3 separate regions of the Pan troglodytes genome follow, and regions 1 and 3 are each linked to region 2. A link is a contact called in public Hi-C and HiChIP or PLAC-seq data. All regions are on one chromosome and are shown on one strand. The core of a region is the stretch at or near the end of the contact, and the rest is flanking DNA. Distances in the headings are between cores, read along the strand shown.

Region 1 (2,700 bases), core at 128-2,627, 180 kb before region 2:
AGGTCGTACCGTGCCACTTTTGCCCCAGAGAGGCCACTCAGGCATCACAGTGCACCTCGGGCCCCAAGTTGGGAGCCCCCTTCCTCCTTTGTTTGCATCCAGGTCTTAGGGAGCCCAGGGCTGGACAGATGGCAGAGGTAGGGGGATCGTGTCCAAGCTCAGTCAAGGGGAGACAGAATTAAACAGTGCGCTTCACTAAACAGCCATATGCTGGCAAAATGGGGCCATACCTGTTGACCAGAGTGGGCTGAGCACCTGGTTTGTAACCTAGGAGGGTGAGGAAGACGTGCAGAAAACTCAGAAAACTCCTGAAAAAGCAGTGTGAGCTTGTGGGTGGGTGAGCAGGACCCTTGAGTGCACTGGGGTGGGGTGGGGGACGTTCTGGCTGCCCCACTCCCATAGCCACGCCCCGGCGCAAGGGGCTGTCCTCCCAGTCTTGGTGGGGACCCTGGGAAGGACTCCAGGTTGGCTCCTGCTCCGCCTCTGCCATGCAGATGCCCGCCTTGTGCCAGCCCGTTTGCCTTTTCTGCTGTGTTGTGTCTTTCCTTCTCTGGAACTGCAAGACAGGTTGAAGAAGAGAGGAGGTTTCTGGCGAGGTACAGTGACCCTGGGCAGGCAGTGGAGCCCCTCTGGGAACAATGGCCACTGCAGGGAGGCAGGGGTGCGGAGGGGCACGTGACCCCAAATGACTAGGCTCAGAGGGGGCGTGCAGCCTTGCAAACCAAACCTTCCATTCCACAGAGCAAGCCCCTGGCAGGTGGAGGAATGTGGAAGGCGAGGATGGTGAGCCCACACCGGGGAGCTCCTTTACAGAGGCAGGCACTGGGGGTCGGGATCCAAGTGCAGCCAAGAGGAGCCCGAGGCCCAGAGGGGCCCGGCAATTAAGGGGGGCCAAGGAGCTGAGCTCCAACTCCAGTCCCACAGCCGCACAATCTTCCTGCCACTTCCTGACCTGGAGGTCTGCCTCCACCGGGAAGCCTCTGCACCCGGCAGGGACTTGGGCCCCGCCAGTATGCCTTGTCTCTGCCTCTTGCACACCCACGGCCCTGGGCTTCGTCTTCTCCCTCAGTGCCAGGTTTTAGAGCTCAGGTGCCCTAACCCCAATATAGGGAATTGTGGTCACTCTATTCTAGTCCTCCCTCTTGCTGTGTCTGTAGGTCCGCTTTCTGCAAAGCAGGGCTCTGAGCTGGCAACACTGGGATGGGGCAGAGGGCGTGAATGAGACCGCAGCCTCCTCTCAGGTCCGATAACGGAGGTACTGCTTCCCGGAAACAACCAGGGCCTGCCTGTTCCTGCTGCCGGCTCTGTAGCCCCTGCCCAGGTCCCCATGGGGGTTTACGGAGCATGGGGCCAGCCTCTCCTGCAGCTGCCAGGCTGGCTCAGGGGCTGACCAGCCCACACACTGGCCCATGGGGGAGGGGCTGCAGCCAGCCAGGCCTGTCCACCCTCTGAGGCTGCTCCACCAGCCTGCTGCTGTCTGTCCTCGCACTCCTGGGGCTCCGAGAGGCAGAGTGTTTTTATAACTTGGGCTGGTTTAAGGCTGCCTGTCAGTGTGTCATGGAAAGAGCTTTCATTTGACCCTTAGGAAGTCCGGAAGCCAGCCAGGTACTGCGATCATTTTTCTCTCTTCCTAAGCGCAAGAGGGAAGAAGATAAATTTTATCTTGGGAAGAACCACAGCCATTTGGGAGAAAATTTAATTTAAGTGGCACATTCCGCTGGTGTGATGGGATGTCCTTGTGTTCAGCAATAGGGAGACCAGCTGTCCTCCTGGGGCTTGTTACCAGACTGCAAAGCCCCTGCCACCTCTCTGTGTGCGTCCCTGTGGCTAAGACATGACAAGGTAGGGCTTTCAGTGGCATTTGTTACAGGGCCAGCACACAGAGGCTCCGGCCCAGCATCTGCCCCTGAGGGGTTGGGTGGGGCTGGTGGGGTCCCAGCCAAGCCGGGGAAGGAGGCCTTCGTAGCACCCCCAGCCCTGTGCTGCCTCCCTGGGGCGTCTGCAGCTTGGCGGCCCATCTGGTATTTCCTGGGCTGGCAGGACCTCCAAGGGGCCAGGTGCCTCCCATGAGACTCACTTTGTGTGAGTATTCCCTCTGGAGAGCAGGCCTTCAAGCTCAAGAGGCAGATAGATTGCTCTTTAAGCCTAGGCTTCGTGGGCCTGAATTAATGCTTTTGTTTCTGCTTCCTCCCCCCATTCCAATTTTGAACAAGAAAGCCTGCCCTGTGATTAGGCTAATCCTGCAGTAGTTATTATGCCTCTTTGGAGAATGTTTGCACACCAAAAAGCACAGAGAGCTGAGCTGCTGGGATCACGTGGAAAACTCATTTTTGTTTGTTTTGTTTTGTTTGTTTTAGAGACAGGGTCTCACTCTGTTTCCCAGGCTGGAGTGCAGCTTACTGCAGCCTCAAACTCCTAGGCTCAAGCGATCCTCCTTCCTCAGCCTCCCGAGTAGCCGGGACTACAGGTGCATACCACCATGCCCCAGTAATTTTTTTAGTTTGTAGAGATGGGGACAAGCTGTATTGCTCAGGCTGGTCTTGAACTCCTGGGCTCAAGCAGTCTGTCCACCTTGGCCTCCCAGAGTGCTGGGATTGCACCCATGACCCACCACACCCAACCTCTGGGTCTTTTAATGTAGCGGTAAGTTGAGTGGTTCCAGCCCCCTACCCCCAGGTCCTGTGAGCTGGTCCCCTGACT
Region 2 (2,700 bases), core at 32-2,531:
CATTGTGCCCCATGGTCCTCCCAAGCCTGGAAGTGCGGGTTCGCCTCCCTTGGGGTAGGGTGGGCAGGAGTTCTGTCCCACGTGGTCTGGGCCTGCAGGTGGGGTGGGTCTGAGAGATTGGGCAGCGGAGGAGGCGGAGACCGGTCCAGGTTGGCGCGAGGGCCCCTCGGGCAGGGTCCTGTCGAGTTTGCAGGCCCGCGTTGCCCAGCGCCGGTTCTCTTCTCAGGACGCACCGGTTCTCTTCTCAGAACTCGTCGGTTCCGGCTCGCTCGGCCACCAGCGGGTCGGTCAGCGACAGCCGGGCTGCGGCGCGAGCGCGGGCCCGGGCCCGCAGCCTCCGCAGGCGGCACAGCAGCAGCACCAGCAGCAACGCGTGCAGCAGCCCAAGGCCCAGCAGCGCAAGCTGCGCCGCCAGCGCCCCCCAGCAGAGCGGGCCGGGAGCGCAAGCGGCGCGCAGCTCGTCCTCGGCCAGATAGGGCAGCAGGCGGCCGCGCAGCGCTGGGGGCGCCACGCAACGCAGGTCGCGGTAGGGCGCACGCTCGGGGCGGCCGGCCAGCCAGGCGCGCAGCGGCACAAGGCGGCAGTCGCAGCGCCAGGGGTTGGCGCCCAGGTGTGCGGTGCGCAGCGCGGGCAGCGCGTCCAGCAGCCCCGGCGGCAGCGCCGTCAGGTTGTTGCCGGTCAGCACCAGCTCGGTTGTGTCGACAGGGAAGGCGGTCGGCAGCGAGGCCCAAGTCAGCCCGCGGCGCCCGCAGTCCACGAGCGTCCCCGCGCAGCTACAGGGCGCCGGGCAACCTGCGGCCGGGCGGCTCGGCGGGGCCAGCAGCAGGAGCAGTAAGCTCAGCGCCCCGCGCGGCCCTGCAAGGGAAGCGCCGCAGTGAGCCGAGCGGTCGGCGGGCACCTGGGCGACGTCTCTGAGTACCCAGAGCGCCGGCCCGGCTCCATCCAGCCCCTGATGCCCGGCGTCCCGGTAGCCCGCCAGCCTCTCCACCCTGACCACCCCGCACGCCGGCTGGAAGTCCCCTCTAAGTCTGACCCAAGTCTCTCCCGGCTGCAGCCAAAGAACCAGAGCTCCTCTCAACCCGGGTCGGCCTAGGGAGCAGCTGGGGGCCCTACCGGACTCCAGACTCACCGGAGCCCATGGCGAGAAGACGGCGACCCGGCTTACTCTGGAGCGGGAGGCGTAGGCGGGAGAGCCGAGCGATAAGGCCGCCCCGCCCCTGCCACGCCCGCACCGACCACAGTGCTGCGGCCCGGCCAGAAATAGCCCAGAGGCCGCGAGGACGCGCGCTGCAGCGGCAGATAGCACACTATCGCCGGAGGCCGCAGGCCGCTCAGGCTTCCGCTCCCACCCGCTCTCAGGGGCACACGGAGCACTCGGACACCCGCTGCGACGTTCACCAACATTGTTCTCCTGTCACCAGGACAGGACGCGGCATTCACAACGGAACAAAACGGAGCATCGTGTGGCGGGAAGGGATCATGCGGGTGGGAAGATCGGGAGGCCGAGGCTCAGGATCCCGGCACACCACAGCGGTGCTGGGGAGAAGAGGCCTCGAGTGAGGGCAGGGGACCGCACCGAGAGTTGCCAGGAGGTGGCTCACCGCCCAGTGCCCCGGGGGCCCTCCAGGTCGGGCCGGGCTGTGGAGAAGGGGTGTAAGCGGTCACGGCCCCGCTCCTTGCAGCCTCTGGCCTCCTTATGTCTGGAGGGCTCCCATTTGATTCAGCCCAACCCTGCCCGCTAGGCGTCTGAGGATAAGAGAAGACTCGGCCCGCCTCGACAGAAAATAGGGCCTCAGCACTCGCTGGGTGACCCGCGGGAGCAGGCAAAGGAGGGCTCCCAAGTCCGTTCTGCAGCACTGGGGCAAGGAACAGACCCAGGATCCTGGGAATCCTCTTCTGCCTAGCTTTGCCTGCCTGCCAGAGCAGGGCCTGCGGTTTGGGTGCTGTGACCGTCCGGGGGCGGGGGAAAGGCAAGGGAGGCGGATCTCTGAAGTCCCGCCCAACTTCGCTCCTGATCCCCCAAGGTCAGAGAGGGCCAGCTGGGCGGGGGCTACGGTCCAGGCCCCTCGGAAGCAGACACAATGACCTGGGAGGGGGTGGTGCTGAGAATAAATTAGGGTCAGCTGGGGGCTGTGGCCCCGCGTCTCCGGGTCGGGAACAGTCCGGTCTGGGGTCCAGGGGTGCGAGGGCGTCCCGGAGACGGACGGTGTGTCCGCGGCGAGCGTCACTGGTCCTGCATCTGCTGCTTCATCCTCTGCAGCATCTCCTGCATGCGCCTCAGCTGCGGGCGGAGACAACCCGGCGGGTGAGCAGCACCGCGGGGGCGCATCCCTGACGCCCGCCTCCGCCGCCCCCGCCGCCCCACATACTTCCTCATCCTTCATCCTGATAAGCTTCTCAGTCTCGGCGTCCGGGGTGGGCAGCGGCAGGATCGGGATGGGGCTCTCCATGCGGCTGTCCTGGGTCAGTTTGCTGCGCGGGGCGGGGGGGAGGATGGGCGGGGCGGCGCCACCAGGAGGCTCAGCGTGGGCTGGCGATGCCTGGCCCATCCCCGCCACTGCTGAGGCCCTGCCCTCCGGAACCCTCACAGCCCTGGACTGGTTCTAGGGAGACCAGGCTCTGGGGGAGCGGGGGGGAGCTTAGGGAATGGTGCAAAGTTCAAGTCTGGGTGGGCTGACAGGACCGGCCCTTAGTTATGGA
Region 3 (2,700 bases), core at 65-2,564, 130 kb before region 2:
TTCCCACTTCAAGGAGGCGTTTCCTGGCTCGGTGCCACTTTTATTATTTTTGGCCCAGGCTGCTGAAAGCCCCACAGACCCAGGGAAGGTACAATGTGAGCTTTGATTCGCGTTTCAGGGATCAAAGTGAGTGAGTTTGGGTGTAAATGCAGATAACATTTCAGAGAGCTTTCATGAAAGGAGTCACTGGACCAGGACAGAAAGGGAGCTGGTGTGTTACGTGTGTGTTCCCCTTGAGAAGCGTCACTTTCCGGTGAATCCGGCTGCCTGCCTGTGGCCCCAAGGACTCCTGGCTTGCATCCAGGTCCTTGGCCCACAGGCATCAGATCCTGAGCTGGGGCGCCTGCACCCTCTCCCACCTCTTCTCTAGGCACCGTGAAGCCGAGGAGAGGTGGCGTGGGACGGCTTGTGCAAGTGAGAAGAGCACCACTTCATCCTCACCTATCTTGTCCCCGGATCTGGGTGCTGACTCGGCAGGCTTGGGCTGGGCACGGCCCTGTGGGGAGGGCTTGGTAGCCTGCCCTCGCTGTCGTCTCCGGGTCCAGCCTCGGCCTGAGTCGGGAAGCACACAATTATACCCACAACAAGGAGGCCCAGAGGCCCTGCCTGCAGCCCCCAGGTATGCAGGTAGAGGGTCCTCTCGGACTGCCTGCCCCCTGCCTCTGGCGCCCAGCCTGCAGCTACGTCGAACCGGGCCCTAACAAGGTTCCCCGCACTGGCAATGAGTGATGAGAGGCACTCCGCGGGCACGCCGTTCCAGGGCGCTCACGAGGCCCAGCAGCCCCGCTATGCCCACATCCACCCCGACACCTGCAGCCCCCCAGGCTTAGCCCGGCCCCGCAGCAGCCCTCTCGACGCCCAGCAGCACCCCAGTGTCTGGCTGACGCCAGGGCAGTAACGGCGGGCTGAAGCAGCATCGGCCCCTCGGTCTACGCCACAGCCGGGTGCAGATTTCCCGGATCTGAGGGACCGCCGGGCACCGTCCGCTGGGGATCATGAGGGGCAGCTTTGGCCCGACCGTCCCGCGCCTGTACACGCGGCCCCACCTGATCCCGTGGCACTTGGCGCGGCGTGGGAATGGGCGCGCTCTCCCATCACCCACCGCGCGGCACTGCCGCGCCAGCAGGGACCGGGAGAGCCTGCGAGGCAGCGGCCACACGGCATACAGCGCAGGCGCGGCCTGGATGGGAGGAGCGCGTGGAGCGTGCCGGGAGCATGCGCGGGGTCGTACACGGCGGCCGCGCGCACGCTGGGGGCGTGGCTGCGCGATGTAATCGGTCTCTGGACGCTGCGCGGCGCTCCTCGGAGCAGGCGTTCCCGACTCCGGCAAGAGGGTCAGTGTGGAGGCGGGAGCCCGGGCGGCCGGCTTGAACTCCGTGCACGCGGGCCTGGAGCTGCGCCCCTGCGTCTTTTCCCGACTTCTGATCCGCAGAGGGACACTCGGAGCCCCAGCCTGGGTCGCAGTGCCTTCGGTCTGCGGGCCTCAGTTTCTCGGTCCGCGCCGGGGGTTTGTGGGGGCACCTGGAGACATTTGGGCCGTTCTCGCAGTCTCGGGAGGCCGCGCCCGCTCCTTGCCTGGCCTCACGGCGGCCGATCTCGTTCTCCACTTTCTAGGTGGCGCCTGGACTCTCGCCCTCAGAGGGAGGCCCGTCCCACGGTCTCTGGCTACGGATCCCAGGACCCTCTTCGCGGGCGATTCGCGTAGCCTCAGGTGGGTGGGCTTCTTGTTGCCGTGGGCCTTGTGAGCTCGTATTTCCTGCATGGCGGTTGCTGGGGGGCGGGCGGTGCAGTCGTCTGCACTCAGCTTGCTTTAAGGCTTTGGGCAGGTTTTGTTCTTGGGGCCCCTGGGTCTCCCCAGAGCAGAGAACGGCTCCAGCGTTCCAGGTGTTGCCTTTGGCCTTGTGGGGGCAAACACACATGCGCCGTGGTACCTGCCCCTTTAGGATAGTGCTGTCCAGTCTAGAAGGGCCGAAAGTCTTCTATGCCAGGCAGTGTGGGGAGAAGAGTAGGGGGACCAACAGACTGATAGGCGTGGGAGGGCTAAGGTTCTCAAAATGGTGAGTGCGGCCCAGGGTTAGGAAGGCTCAGGCCCAAAGCAGGCCTGGCTGGCTGGTGCAGGGAAGCCTTCTCCCAGACTGCAGACACAGGTGCGCAGGTGAGTGGGCAGGGTGGGGGACTGGGAAGAAGGGAAGGCAGAGATCTGGGTAGCACACTGTGGCTCCTGGGCATGGGGTGTGGTCATTGTGGGCAACCTGGATACCTAACCTTAGCTGATGGTGGGAGCTGGGCCCTGGATCGGGGTCACTGCTTTTTTAGAGCTCAGTGAGGGACTGGACTGGACTCGACTCACGTCCAGGCCTTAGTATAATCCTGCAGTAAGGTGGGAAGCCAGGGTCATGGGCTGGGCTTTCAGGTGAAGACCCCCCCCCCAGAGGAGGGTCAGACCTGAGGGATTCCAGAGTGTTTGGGTGGTGGAGGTAGGGCCAGTGGCCCTGGCAGGTTCTAGTGCTGCAGGCCACCCTGGGAGGTACCTGGAGGAACTCACCCTGAGGGGGGATGGCCAGCAGATAGGAGATGTGGGATGAAGGTGTGTGCAGGCCTTGTGCTCCCAGTGAGCCGGTGGCGTTTGTGTGTGGGGTGAAGCAGAGAGTTTCCTGGAGGTCGTGAGTGGGCCTCCGTTTGCAGAGAGACTGGGGAGGG

Evidence for each region. A called contact is a pair of places that touch in the nucleus more often than the background predicts. HiChIP or PLAC-seq counts read pairs in DNA pulled down with a chosen protein or histone mark.
Region 1: a contact with region 2 is called in a Hi-C map of stem cell-derived neural progenitor cells, with 6 times the contacts expected there. The contact joins the enhancer-like site here to the promoter of GP1BB in region 2. A contact is called at or near these places in 5 of 7 Hi-C or Micro-C datasets (blood, induced pluripotent stem cells, a lymphoblastoid cell line and 1 more), 1 of 1 datasets of contacts at active chromatin or transcription factors (stem cell-derived excitatory neurons) and 1 of 1 other capture datasets (stem cell-derived neural stem cells).
Region 3: a contact with region 2 is called in an H3K4me3 HiChIP or PLAC-seq map of stem cell-derived excitatory neurons, with 6 times the contacts expected there. The contact joins the promoter of GNB1L here to the promoter of GP1BB in region 2. A contact is called at or near these places in 1 of 7 Hi-C or Micro-C datasets (stem cell-derived neural progenitor cells) and 1 of 1 datasets of contacts at active chromatin or transcription factors (stem cell-derived excitatory neurons).

Annotation. Positions count from the first base shown.
Region 1 is chr23:21,931,823-21,934,522 of NHGRI_mPanTro3-v2.0_pri, reverse strand. All of the region lies in intron 8 of TXNRD2 (thioredoxin reductase 2), which reads left to right. Among named protein-coding and RNA genes, the nearest start is that of COMT, 40 kb to the left of the region's middle. Within about 2 kb of position 1,377, at least 6 of the 24 cell types and tissues checked have an H3K27ac peak or open chromatin away from gene starts, as enhancers often do. A contact at or near this core is called in stem cell-derived excitatory neurons, stem cell-derived neural progenitor cells and stem cell-derived neural stem cells, where this site is marked.
Region 2 is chr23:21,753,152-21,755,851 of NHGRI_mPanTro3-v2.0_pri, reverse strand. GP1BB (glycoprotein Ib platelet subunit beta) reads right to left here and starts at 1,281. Exons shown (of 2, transcript XM_009437791.3): 1 at 1,130-1,281; 2 at 1-855. The coding sequence starts at 1,139. The coding sequence ends at 245. It overlaps SEPTIN5 (septin 5), which reads right to left. Exons shown (of 12, transcript XM_001166286.8): 11 at 2,370-2,472; 12 at 1,390-2,281. The coding sequence ends at 2,225.
Region 3 is chr23:21,883,450-21,886,149 of NHGRI_mPanTro3-v2.0_pri, reverse strand. GNB1L (G protein subunit beta 1 like) reads left to right here and starts at 1,314. Exons shown (of 8, transcript NM_001364717.1): 1 at 1,314-1,494; 2 at 1,615-1,711. RTL10 (retrotransposon Gag like 10) reads left to right here and starts at 1,183. Exons shown (of 3, transcript NM_001243967.2): 1 at 1,183-1,334; 2 at 1,615-1,711. LOC134809737 (a long non-coding RNA gene) reads right to left here and starts at 1,182. Exons shown (of 4, transcript XR_010156189.1): 1 at 1,047-1,182; 2 at 442-552.